Linked DNA regions of Macaca mulatta: region 1 is linked to region 2. Evidence: chromatin contacts called from public Hi-C data. All regions are on one chromosome and are shown on one strand. The core of a region is the stretch at or near the end of the contact, and the rest is flanking DNA. Distances in the headings are between cores, read along the strand shown. Region 1 holds the start of SIK1 (salt inducible kinase 1). Region 2 overlaps HSF2BP (heat shock transcription factor 2 binding protein).

Region 1 (6,937 bases), core at 2,285-4,784, 210 kb after region 2:
CCTGCTTAAATATCAGGAAAACGCATTGGCCACATAAATAATTCCTCACTAACGGCAGCGACAGAAATCGGAACCAGCAACCCTAGAGGGCTGGAGGGGGGCCACCTGGCCTGTGAACAGGCCCATTGCTGCTGCTGTGCTGGCCTTCGTGGTTCATTTAAGCGGCCTGCGGAAGGCCTCGCCTGAAAGTGGGTGCTGTCTGAGATGGGGAGGGGCCCTGCGCCCAGTAGGACCCACACAACTGTGGCAGCCACAGAGCCACAAGGAGCCTCAGTGTAGGAGGCGAAGGAGACAACGTCCCGGGGGCAGACGCTGGGACTGGGCAGTCTCTGGTTTGACCTGTTCACCATGGGTTATTGACTTAACCTGTGGACAACTGGGCCATTCTTTGAGGGTGGAGGGGGTTGGGGGCTTTTCTTCTACCTGCCCTTCCCAGGCCAGGGCCGCGGCTTCCTGACCTAGTGCACACGTCTGTCAAGCTCTCCAGATACAATGGGGCAAAATGACCAATGTGGCCCCCCGGGTCCCTGAGAAGGATGCCACTGCAGTGGTTAATCTGATTTTCTGGCACCTAAAGCCACTAGGCTGAAGCCTAAAAAAAAAAACGAAACAAAATTTAAAAAGTACAAAACCACCTGAAGCAAAGCCAGGAGCATAGGGAAGGGCCTTAGGCATCAAAGAGGGGAGGGGAGGGTCGGGAAGAGGAACCTGTCTGACTCCTGGCTGCACCAGGAGATTCCTTCCTCACCGAGGGCGGCGCTGGGGCCAGCTGCGCACCCATCCCTCTGTAAAAATGCTGCCCCACGCTCCACTCTCTGTGTTTATCAATTTATTTTGAGAGTTTTATGACACGCTTGTGGCCCACGCTGCAACTATGAATATTAAACGAACCCATTTCCTGCTGGGGTTTCCAGTCTTAAGGCCTAAAACACAAGATGAACTCCAGAAACATGGCAATCATAAGGCAGGCTGAAGAAACTCCACGTGGAAAGGAAAACTGTTTTCCACAAATCTGTAATAATATGCAAACCATAATAATAAAGTACCATTCCTGCAGACTTTGGGAGCATTCCTTCCATTACGTTCAGTGAGGAGTTTCTCGAATCATTTGCGTGTATCCTTAGACTCACACCATGTGTTTTATTTTTCCTCATAATGTGTTAAAAGCATGGAAGACCAGAAAACAGAAAGCAAATCAAAGCTTCTGAAAGGAAATACAGCTTCCGGGGGTCAAGGACACAAATAACAATGAAAGACAGTGGGTAGCAGAGGCCTGGTTGAAGCACAGACTTAGTTATGAGGGTGCCAGGGGTTCCCCCACTGGGGAGACGGGACTGCAGTTCCAAGCTTGCCTTTTCCTCTGTGCTTCCTGCCTTTCTCTGCAGAGCAAGCTCCTCGCCCGCGGGGCCAGGGAAGGGAAAACAGGATGGCCATGGTTGGCACAGGGCTGTTCGGGGTTTTGGAAGCTCAGGGCTGGGTCGAGGTGAAAGGTCAAGGGCACCTGAGTGTGGGGACCTGTTCTGCGGAGGCAGGTTTGGCTGCAGTTTTTATTTGGTGCTGATGAACTGTTTCCAAACAGCCAGCCAGGTGTTTGCAAATACCTAAGACCTTTTGGAAGACGCTGGCTAGGGTGGGAGGGGTGGGGAAGCCTGGTTCCTGTATGAGGGGGGCAGATATTTTAAGTCACAGGCTGAGGGACTGAATGGTGAGTGTGATCAGGGGCCTGGTTTCTCCCCCACCCCGCCTTTTATCTTTGTTCTTTTTTGAGACAGGGCCTTGTTCTCTTGCTCAGGCTGGAGTGCAGTGGTGCAATGACAGCTCACTGCAGCCTCAATCTCCCAGGCTCAAGCCATCCTCCCACCTCAGGCTCCCAAGTAGCTGGCCCCACAGGCCTGCGCCACCGCACCTGGCTATTTTTTAAATGTTTTATAGAGGCGAGGTCTTGCTATGTTGTCCAAGCCGGTCTCAAACTCCAGAGCTCAAGTGATCCTCCTGCCTCAGCCTCCCAAAGCCCTGGGATTACAGGCGGGAGCCACGGCGTCCAGCCTTGTTTTTGTTTAGCTCTCCTAGGAGATTAACAGGGTGTTGGGGCCTCCAGAAGAAAAAAAGGCAGATGTCAACTGTTCAGCTGAAAGGAACTAAAAACATTCCCCTGTATACTTGGTGTATAAACCTGGGACAAAGGAAAAAGCACTTTGAAGGATTAAGGGAAACTTTGGGACTCTTCATTTCCTTGAAAGCCTTTGAAAACCAAATGACTCCCAAACAACCCCCGTGTGTGTGGGGGGGTGGGGGGGGCGATTGGGAAATCTGTAGTCAGACTGCCGGGGCGAATCAGGAGAAGCTCATCCTAGTTTCTCCGGGCCCTCCTCCCAGGCGTCCGCCCAGGCAGGAAAGCCTCCCGAGAAGGGTTCCAAGTTTTGTGCCAACTTCCCTGAATTCTCGTTCCCCCTTCTGTGAAGTAGTGTTATTTAACACAAGGAAAAGTGACCCTAGGCGCGATCCAGAATCTAACTCCCAACTGTGTCCTCAGGCTTAAAAAATACCTTCGCCCATAGCCTCTGTCTGCCCTGGAGAAAACGTTTTACGTTCGGATGAGGCAGCGGCCGCGGGCAGGGAAGTGGTCCCGCGTCCCCGTCCCCTCCCCAGGCGGCCGGCCTGGCTCTGTCACCGCCCGCAGCGTCCGCTCGGGCCCGCGCGGGCCCAGGGTCCCAGCCCCATATGCTGCGGGAGCAGCCCCGGGGCGCGCAGACGCCAGCGCCGCTGAGGGCCGGGGCCGGGACCGGCTGCGCGGCTGGGCTTCCAGAGCGGCCGGCCACGCTTCCTTAGGTTTCAAGTTTCTAACTTGCTGAACATGTGAGATTATAACAGCAAAAGCGGCTGACGTCCCCGAGGGCAAGCGGCCTCTCGGGGCCTAGGGCGTCCTGGGTGTGGCCGGGCGCCTCGCGTGGCCCCGCGCCCTGCAGCGCCCTGGGGCCTCTGCGCCGCCAGCCCCACGCGCGAGCCCGCGAGGTCCCCGGGCCCCCACACGTCCGGAGGCTCCGAGCCGGGACGAACGCGGGTCACGTGGAGGGGCCGGCGACCCCTGCCCGAGAGCCATCCCATCCCGGAGGGAGCGAGCATAAGGCGCCCGCGGGGCCCGGCCCGAATCCCCGCGCGTGGAGGAGCGGGCGCGCCCGCGGCGGTGGGGCCGCCCGCAGTGCCCCCAGCGCCCGGGAGGGGGCGCCCGGCGGAGCACAGGCGGGCGGGCCTCGGGCGGCGGGCGCCCCTGACGTCACCGGCCCGCGGTCGCCAGGGCAACGGCCTCATCCCGCGCGCGTCAGAGCCGCCAGTCTCTTGGCAACCGCCCGATCTCCCGCTCTCCCTCCTCCCGGCGCTCGGCCGCGCGTCGCTCTGGCGTCAAAGCGACGTCAATGGGCGGCCCCCGCCCGGGCGGCGGGGGCGGGGCAGGGGGCGGGGCCTGCGGGGGGCGGGCCGGGGCGGGCCGGGGCGGGGCCGGGCGCCGCGTGCGGCGGAGCGCGGCGGCTTCGGGCTGACATGCGGCGCGGACCCGGAGGCGGCAGCAGCTGCGGCGGCGGCCGGAGCAGTAGGCGCCCGAGCAGCGCGAGCGGCCGAGCGGGCGGCTTCCTGGCCTGGGCGCTCCGGGGGCGGCTGAGGTGAGGCGGCGGCAGCGGCGGCAGCGGCGGGCTCCGGGCGGGCGGAGGTGGCCGCCGTGGGGGCTCCGCGCTGTCGCCGGGCCGGGGCTCGGGGTTGCGGCCACCGCGCAGGGTCCCCGGCCGTGCGCGCGCGGGGGGTCGCGGGCGGTGTTGGCGGCCCCGCTGCCCTCGGGCTCCCCTTTGTTACGGGGGCCGGAGTAGGAGTGGGTCCGCGGGGTTCGGGGGCTGGGGAGCCGGGGGTAGGGTTGGAGCCGACCGCGGGCGGAGGGACCGGGTGTGGGGGGCGGGTCCGCGAACCCCGAGGTGCCTGGGAGGTCGGGGGTGGGGACGGGACGGATCGCGGGCGGCGGGGGCCGGGTGTGGGAGCGGGGCTAGGGGCGGTCCTGGGATCCGGATCGAGCCGACCTCGGGCGGCAGGGCCGGGTGTGGGAGCGGGTCCGCGCCCAGAGGTGCTAAGGGGTCGGGGGTGGGGACGGAACCGACAGCGGGCGGTGGGAGGCGAGTGTGGAAGCAGGGCTCAGGGGGTCCCGGGATCGGGACGGAACCGAACTCGGGCGGCGGGGGCGGGTTTGGGAGCGGGTCCGCGCGCCCCGCGGGGCTCAGAGGGTCGCGGGTCCGGGTGGAGCGGACCGCGGGAGGCGGGGGCGGTTCCACACTTCCCAAGGGGCGGGAGGGGTCCGTGGATAGAGTGAGGGCGACAGGCGTGGGAGCAGGTCCCCGCGTCCCGTAGGGACTGGGGGCTCCGCGGGCACGGGTGGAGCCGACCGCGAGCGGCGGGGGCGCTGGTGGGCTCTGAGCTCTGTGCGGCCCCGCAGGTGCGCGCGGAGCCATGGTTATCATGTCGGAGTTCAGCGCGGACCCGGCGGGCCAGGGTCAGGGCCTGCAGAAACCCCTCCGGGTGGGTTTTTACGACATTGAGCGGACCCTGGGCAAAGGCAACTTCGCGGTGGTGAAGCTGGCGCGGCATCGAGTCACCAAAACGCAGGTGCGTGGGGGGAGCGGGACCCAGCCGGCGGGGCCTTCCCACTGGGGCTGGGGCGACCGACCCTTGGCGGGTGGACCCCATGTGGATTCAGTGCTGCAGGCTTGATTGTCGTGGTGGGTGAACAGTAATCGTTTTTAGTTCGGTAAAGAAAAAAAATGCTTTATGTTGCTGCATAATTTGCACATATATTGGGAGAAAGCAGAGAGGATAATGGCAAAAAAAGGACCAACCTGAGAGGGCAGTGGTTCATGGACTCAGAGCTAAGCCCTGTAAACTGAGCCTGCAAATACTTAATGCACTTACTTAACTCGGATTATTTTAAATAACATTAGTGGTTACTTTGGTTATGTTTTCCCAACTTCTTGTGATCCTTTGTAGACAAAGTGTTGAGAAATTAACTTGCAAAAGATGAAATGTGTAAATTAGGTTGAGGGTTTTTTAAAACAAAACAAAACAAAATATCCTTTTTCTTTCTAAAATCCGTAGGTTGCAATAAAAATAATTGATAAAACACGATTAGATTCAAGCAATTTGGAGAAAATCTATCGTGAGGTTCAGCTGATGAAGCTTCTGAACCATCCACATATCATAAAGCTCTACCAGGTAAGGGGTCAGCTTGCCTTTCTCTGCTAATCCTGGCAAATGTGTTGTATTTTATTTCCAACAACGGAAGTCTGCAATTTCTGAAGGTGGCTTCCCTTTTGGGGGGTGTGTGGAAGTTGGGCATTTGGTTATATAAGGTAAATAGACTGATTTTTATGGGCTGTGCAGATATATTTGCAATTATTGCTTTTGGATCATAATTGAGATTTGCTTCATTGGAATTTTATTTAGTATCCTAACCTGATCCAGTTTTAAATGTGTATAGATCTGTTGTAAATTTGCTTTACTATGAAAACAGACAAATGCATCTGTAGGTATTGCCACAGGTCACACATTTAGTATAAAAGGACAAATTTGAGTGAAACTGGAAACTTCTACCTTTGCAGATAATTATTAAACTTTAAAGCCAGCTGCTCTTACCGGTTTTCATTAGTTTATTTTTGCAAGGACAGTAGAGAGCATTTGTTTTCCCTATTTAAACTCTTCCATGAAAAACGGAGAGATGAAAATACTTTTCCATAGTAAGAGTAAGGAGCTTGTCATTTAATCCACGCTAGGAACGTGCCTTGCCCTATCTGTTGGTTTATTTTGTGACTTACTTACTTTGTGACTTAATTTTTGATCTCATGTTGAAATTAATAAATTATATCATGAGGAAATAAGTACTAATCTAATTAGAACAGCAAAGCAATCATTTACACCTCCCTAATGATAAATGGCCACTTTTGCAGGGGTGAAATCAAGTCTTCTTGCAGAAGAAGTTCTTTGCAGGTGCTATTTCATCCATTTGTGTTGGGTTGAAGTTCCTCTTAATGATTCGTATGAAATGGAATGTGAGACGACTCTGGGATGCTGTGTGTGTTTGTGCAATTGGGACGGCTCGGTGTACAGTGTGGTAGGAGAGAGAATTATGATTTGAAATTATCCTCCAAAAGCCTCTGCACTAGATTAAAATAAAAGTAGCGGTATTGGCGGAGCTTGTGTTCACTGTGACAACAGTTTGCTCAGCGTCTTTAAGCACAGAATTCATGCCGTGTTCACCTGGTTTGTGTTTTGTTTCTGTTGTCATTTTTAAGTTGTGTGCTCCATGGTACTGGTGTACTGCCTGTGCAGCGTGCCCAGCCCATTTCCTCAGGAGTGGGCTGAGCTGGTTTTGTTCCTGACTTTGCTCAAGGCCTGAACCCTAATGGAAGTACCTTCCTTTTCTTCCTGTTCTTCTCCTTTCCCATTGTGTGGAATTAGCTCGTTAAAGAAACAAATTGCCGTGTGATTGGTGCTGGAGGTCTTTTCTGGAGGTGCATTTTCTTACTGCTGCTGTATGTGATTCTTAACTGTTTGGAGATGATAGAATTTAGTGGTGTAGCAATGACGTTTATTCCTCTGGTTTTGACGCTAGTGTCTAATTTTCTTTTCTTTTCTTTCCTCCTGTCTTTTTTTTTTTTTTTTTTTGAGACGGAGTCTGGCTCTGTCACCCAGGCTGGAGAGCAGTGGCGCAATCTCGGCTGACTGCCAACTGCCACCGCCTGGGTTCAAGTGATTCTCCTGCCTCAGCCTCCCAAGTAGCTGGGACTACAGGCGCCCGCCACCACACCCAGCTAATTTTTTGTATTTTTAGTAGAGATGGGGTTTCACCATTTTAGCCAGGATGGTCTGGATCTCCTGATCTTGTGATCTTGGCCCACCTTGGCCTCCC
Region 2 (6,750 bases), core at 1,748-4,247:
TTGAACTCCCAACCTCACATACCAGGTGATAAAGAAATAGATAAATTGATGCCGTTTGTGCAGTTTTCTTTGATTAGTGTTTTAGAAACCCTTCTTTTCATTTCTAGCTTTCTGTACCCTCCCTGTGAATAAGTTGAGTATTAAGAGATACAGCCATTCTCATGTTATTAGACCTGTATTAAGAAATGATTATCGGCTGCTTGCAGCAGCTCACGCCTGTAATCTCAGCACTTTGGGAGGCCAAGATGGGCTGATCACTTGAGGTCAGGAGTTCAAGACTAGCCTGGCCAACATGGTGAAACCCCATCTCTACTAAAAATACAAAAATTAGCCAGGCGTGGTGGCGGGTGCCTGTAGCCCTAGCTACTCAGGAGGCTGAGTTGGGAGGATCGCTTGAACCTGGGAGATGTTGGTTGCAGTGAGCTGAGATCGTGCCATCTCCCCACTGCACTCTAGCCTGGGCAACAGAGCAACTCCGTCTCAAAAATAAAAATAAAAAAAAAAATAAATAAAGGTTGTTTCAGAAGATACATAGATGTTTTAATGGTCTATGATTTAGGTTGTTTGTAATATTCACTGTTCATATTATTTCTGTCTCTTGGGTTTAAAAAAATTACAAAAGTAATATATTCTTATTGTGTAAGAATGAGACATACAGATAACCAAAGTAGCTGTGTGTTTTTATTGGTTCAAAGATTAGCAGAAGGAATGTATAAAGAAGTGAAATAAATTTATGTGACAAATATTTTTGTATTGCCTACTATGTTCCATATAGACATTTGGAGGGTAGGCATAGAAGAAAACGTATGCAAATCCCTGCCTTCAGGGTGCTTTTAGGTAGCAGGCACACAGCGGGCCAAGTTGAAAATGCAAGGTCAGAGTTGTGTTCCAAGGCAGCAGCAATGTTCCCATCTGGCCACAAGGCGGCGGCCTCACACAGCAGAAGGGCACTTGCCACCTCCCCAGGAGCCTAGCGTGGATGGGTGTGGCCTCCCTGACTGACCGGAATTCTGAGATTGCCTACCGTAGAGTCCTAGAGTCGGATGTTTTAACCCTGTCCTTTTGGTGTGTTAACTTACACTAGGGTTGCGTACAGCTGTCTAGAACAAGTGATTATGAAATTACCATAATGCAAGAGAGCCCTTTTGGGTGGTCACAGTTAATTCCCACAGGTTTTTATACATAAGGCTTGTAGAGATTTCCTATCTCCTTTATCATGTTTGAGTAATATATAGTTTAATAGTAGAAGCCAAATTTAACAGTTAAATGCAAAGAAAAATTTTAAATCACAGAAATTTCGTCTTAGTTTTTCAGTTTGTTCTTTTTTGTCTATGACTGTAGGTGGTATTTCATATATGATGATTGTAGTGTGTATGTGTATAAATAATGTATTTCCATTTGACATTGTTACAAATAATACAAGTATGTAGTTTTTAAAGCATAGTGCTTGCTAGTTGATTTTTTTGGCCAGGATTAGGATAAAATCAAGAATTCCAGTAAAAGTCATTGTGGCATAATATTTCTTAAAAGAGCAGAAGATGAAACTGTGATTTGAGGGAGAGGATATAGTCCAATGGCACTTTGCTCTATTTCTGAGAAACACTTTTTTTTTTTTTTGAGAGATGGGGTTCTTACCCTGGCTGGTCTCGAACTCCTGGCCTCAAGCGATCCTCCCACCTCGGCTTTCCGAAGCCCTGGAATTACACAGGTGTAAGCCACCGAGCCTGGCCCCTGAGAAACATATTTTATAAGAAGCTTTGCCAGCCAATTGTATACTGTTTAGCTGGTCTGAATATTTACTTTTAGGTTCTAATCTTTCTTCTGGGACAGGGTCTCTAGAAAATTTAGAGACTAGCTTTATTTCTTCCTTCCTTTATTAAAGTTTCCTTTAGGGCTTTGGGGATACACATGTGTTCTAAGCAGTCCCCATAAGTTTCTTATTCGGGCTTCCTCTTGTCCTCTCGGATCCCTAGATTCGAAAGCCCTACCCCTTCTCGTTTGTTTGCACATAATTGAGGAAGTGTTTGTGAGCTTTTTCTCCTCTAGGGTGGAGTAATGTTCCGTTTTCCAGGCGCCTGGCTCTTTGAGGCTTTCTCACTCATCCCAAGTGAGAGTATAAGAATGAGACAGATAAGCAGAGTTGCCTTGTGTTTTTCTCGGTTCAAGGATTAGGAGAGGGAATGTGTAAAGAAGTGAAATTCCTTCATGTGACAAATAATAGGTAGCTGCCTTCCATTACTCTTCATTTTTTTTTGCTCTTTCACATTCCTGTGGATGGATTCCCTTGTTTGCTGTTGCTGGTCATGTGTTGCATGTTCATTTTATTTAATTGGTGATGAGAGACCAGGTTATTGCCCAGAAGTAGTTCTTAAAATGTGGGTCCCAGACAGGCAGCATGAGTCTTACCTGGGAACTTGTTAGAAATGTAAATTCTCAGGCTCACCTCAGGGGTTCCAAATTGGAAACTGGGTGGGACCCAGCCGACACTGTATTATCAGGTCCTCCAGGGATTCTGATGTACACTAAAGTTTGAGAATCACTGTCCTAAAGCATTGCTACTTTAATCAGAGAAGTTAGACCATTAGCTCTTAGCACCCTCAAATCTTGGTATATGTTGGCATAAAAACTGATGATTTCCTAGCTCTTGAGATCAAACACTTAAAACTTTGTATTATGTATTTGATTTTTTTGAATGTCAGTATTTCTGCAACATAATATTTTAAATTTAAAGTTGATAATGCTTTTGCTTGGTTTATTGACATGGATTTTTTTGGGATTTTTGTTGGTTGTTGTTGACTCATCAACTAAATGAATGTGGTGGAGAGGAAGTACTATGTAGTTCCCACTCTTTCACTCTAGCATTTTCTCTTTTTTATCACTGTTATTTCCCTCCTCCAGTGCCGACTACTGCAGTTGTTCCCATTGAGTCAGTCTGCCAGTGGGTGACACTAGCTTTGTGAATCAGCCTGTGCTGGCGCCGTGCACTCCCTGAGCTGCCTTCTGCTTTTCATGGAGTAGCGACAAGTCTGTGCCATGAGACAGTCGGGCTTCTCAGCTCTGCCTTCAATCCTTTAAATAACACATTTTCTTGAAGCCTTGAGTACTGTCTGGCAGTAAAGCGAAGCCTTAAAAACACAGAACAGAAAACCAAAGTCCTTTGTGCTATGGGCTAAAAACTGAGATGAATTTAGAGAACAAGACTTTTAGAATATTGATTATTCAAGAACAGGTTAGAAGTCAAGAAATGCAGATGTTCTTACCTAAGTAATTAGTGCATGTTTTAATAAGTCAAGACTGGGCAAAATAGGTGCTTAGGGAGAGATTAGTGACTTGAAATATCTTAAGAAGTTTTATGTCTCTTTCTCCTAGACCTGGAAAGGAAAGAGCAAGAACTAGAGCAGCTGAAAATGGATTGTGAGCACTTTAAAGCCCGCCTGGAAACCGTGCAGGCCGACAGCATAAGAGACAAGAAGGTACCATGCTTAGGGACAGGCTCTCACCATGCCAGAAAGTGGGATTGGTTTACAGCCTTTCACTTATGATAAGCAGTGGGTCTGAATTTTTTACTCTTAATCCTCAATAAATTGTATTTGTAAATGTGTGTATTCTGAGTGTGTTGGAATGTAGTTGAACAGATGGATTTTGTAAACATTTAACACATAGGTTATTCACTTGGTATGTTTTAACTTTTATGTTTAAAAATCTGCCCTACAACATAAAGGTTCATAATTATCTGAGTTCATTTTGTGTTGCTGTAACAAAATATCTGAGACTGAGTAACTTATACAGAAAAGAGGTTTATTTATGTCGAGATTTTGGTGGCTGGAAGGTTCAAGATTGGGCATCTTTTTCTGGTGAGGGCCTCAGGCTGCTTCAAATGATGACAGAAGGGGAGCGGGCTGTGTGACGAGATCACATGATGAGAGAAAGCAAGAGAGAGAAACTGAGGAAGCCAGACTCTTTACCAGCCTGCTCTCAGGGAAACTAATCCATTCCTGTGAGAGCAAGAACTCACTCACCCTCCAGAGAGCACATTAATCGATTCATGAGGAATCCACTCCCATGACCCATACACCTCCCACTAGGCCCCACCTCTCAAGAGTGCCACATTGGGGATCAAATTTCAACATGGTTTAGATGGGGACAAACCACATCCAAACCATAGCAATAAGAATCTTGAGGGAAAAAAATGTACATAATATCTTATAGTTGGAGATAGGTGTATTAAATCAGAAGTACATGTAATTAATTTGGGGATTATTATATTTTAGCCAGTTATATTTTATATAAATATTAGATAAACTAATATTTCTTAAAAATTGCTTAACTTTTTGTGTGGCATAACTTCCTTTTCCATACAACTAGAAATATTCCGACACTCTTTATAAAATTTGGGGCCTGGATATATTTTTGTTTTGAATAATAATGGTACTAACAGGCCAAGTGCAGTGGCTCAAGCCTGTAATCCCAGCACTTTGTGAGGCCAGGGTGGGCAGTTCGCTTGCGGTCAGGAGTTCGAGACCAGCCTGGCCAACATGATCAAACCCGGTCTCTACTAAAAATACAAAAATTAGCCGGGCATAGTAGCAGGTGCCTGTAATCCCAGCTACTTGGGAGGCTGAGGCAGGAGAATTGCCTGAACCCGGGAGGTGGAGGTTGCAGTGAGCCGAAATCGTGCCACTGCACTCCAGCCTGGATGACAAAGCGAGACTCCATCTCAAAAAAAAAAAAAAAAAAAAGCCATTCGAGTAAATGCATACTGAGAAGGAGGAAACAGCCATGGTAAAGTAGCTTGAAATCACTAGGGTTTTGTTGCCCTGGAACTTTGACCTTAAAATGTGGGAATATTTCACCCAGCTATTCCCTATGTATAGTTAAAAATCTTGTTCAGTAGTCCAATTTAATACAGAGGGAAGCTCCTGCAAGGTGAATACAGAGAAGCCCCTGCAAGGTGCCTACAGAGGGAAGCACCTGCAAGGTGAATACAGAGGGAAGCCCCTGCAAGGTGAATACAGAGAAGCCCCTGCAAGGTAAATACAGAGGGAAGCCCCTGCAAGGTGCATACAGAGGGAAGCCCCTGCAAGGTGAATACAGAGAAGCCCCTGCAAGGTGCCTACAGAGGGAAGCCCCTGCAAGGTGAATACAGAGAAGCCCCTGCAAGGTGAATACAGAGAAGCCCCTGCAAGGTGAATACAGAGGGAAGCCCCTGCAAGGTGAACACAGAGGGAAGCCCCTGCAAGGTGAATACAGAGAAGCCCTTGCAAGGTGAATACAGAGGGAGGCCCCTGCAAGGTGAATACAGAGGGAAGCCCCTTGCAAGGTGGATACAAGAGGGAAGCTCCTGCAAGGTGAACACAGAGGGAAGCCCCTGCAAGGTGAATACAGAGAAGCCCCTGCAAGATCGATACAGATGGAAGCCCCTGCAAGGTGAATACAGAGGGAAGCCCCTGCAAGGTAAATACAGAGAAGCCCCTGCAAGGTGAACACAGAGGGAAGCCCCTGCAAGGTGAACACAGAGGAAAGCCCCTGCAAGGTGAATACAGAGAAGCCCCTGCAAGGTGAACACAGAGGGAAGCTCCTGCAAGGTGAACACAGAGGGAAGCCCCTGCAAGGTGAATACAGAGAAGCTCCTGCAAGGTGAACACAGAGGGAAGCCCCTGCAAGGTGAACACAGAGGGAAGCCCCTGCAAGGTGAGCACAGAGGGAAGCTCCTGCAAGGTGAACACAGAGGGAAGCCCCTGCAAGGTGAATACAGAGAAGCTCCTGCAAGGTGGACACAGAGGGAAGCCCCTGCAAGGTGAACACAGAGGGAAGCCCCTGCAAGGTGAACACAGAGGGAGGCTCCTGCAAGGTGAACACAGAGGGAAGCCCCTGCAAGGTGAACACAGAGAGAAGCCCCTGCAAGGTGAATACAGAGGGAAGCCCTTGCAAGGTGGACACAGAGGGAAGCCCCTGCAAGGTGAACACAGAGGGAAGCTCCTGCAAGGTGAATACAGAGGGAGGCTCCTGCAAGGTTGCTGTAACAAGGCCATTTCTCTTCTAGCAGCTGCCTTATCTGTAGCCTTTGCTGTAGTCTCTGTCCAGGCCTGTACAGATCATAAGGAAGGACTCTAGAAACTTATTTTATTATTTTTATTTTTTTTGAGTCAGGATCTTGCTCTATTGCCAGGCTGGAGTGTAGTGGTGCAATAATAGTTGCGGTAGCCTCGACCTCCTGGGCTTAAGCGATCCTCCTCCTTGACCTCCAGAGTGGCTGGGACTACAGAGATGTGCCATGACACCCAGCTAAATAAATTTAATTAATTAATAAATTTTTATTTTTTACAAGAACAATTCTATTGAAGTATAATTTTTAAAACAATTTTAAAAATTTTTTATAGAGATGGGGTCTCACTATGTTGCCCAGGTTGGTCTTGAACTCCTGGGCTCAAGTGATCCTCCTGCTTTGGGCCTCCCAAAGTGCTGGGATTACAGGCATGGGCCACTGCACCTGGCTCTGGAAACTTATTATAGAATTGAGGACCCAGGAAAGAATCCAGGGACTAGATCCTAAGTTAAATTATTGCTAGAAAGTACTTTTTTTTTTTTTTGAGACAGAGTCTTGCTCTGTCGTCCAGGCTGGAGAGCAGTGGCGCAATCTCAGCTCACCACAACCTCCACCACCTGGATAGCTGGGATTACAGGCGCATGCCACCACTCCTGGCTGATTTTTGTATCTTTTTAGTAGAGATGAGGTTTTGCCATGTTGGC

What was found. Hi-C and Micro-C count contacts between places; a contact is called where the count stands out from the background.
Region 1: a Hi-C map of cortical neurons shows a contact between it and region 2, with 6 times the contacts expected there. The contact joins the promoter of SIK1 here to the enhancer-like site in region 2. A contact is called at or near these places in 5 of 14 Hi-C or Micro-C datasets (CD4 T cells, cortical neurons, fetal cortex germinal zone and 2 more).

What each region holds. Positions count from the first base shown.
Region 1 is chr3:4,104,287-4,111,223 of T2T-MMU8v2.0, forward strand. SIK1 (salt inducible kinase 1) reads left to right here and starts at 3,535. Exons shown (of 14, transcript XM_077995534.1): 1 at 3,535-3,656; 2 at 4,472-4,641; 3 at 5,128-5,244. The coding sequence starts at 4,486.
Region 2 is chr3:3,891,129-3,897,878 of T2T-MMU8v2.0, forward strand. HSF2BP (heat shock transcription factor 2 binding protein) reads left to right here. Exons shown (of 8, transcript XM_077995593.1): 4 at 3,370-3,473. Among named protein-coding and RNA genes, the nearest start is that of HSF2BP, 12 kb to the left of the region's middle. Within about 2 kb of position 2,998, at least 7 of the 40 cell types and tissues checked have an H3K27ac peak or open chromatin away from gene starts, as enhancers often do. A contact at or near this core is called in cortical neurons and fetal cortical plate, where this site is marked.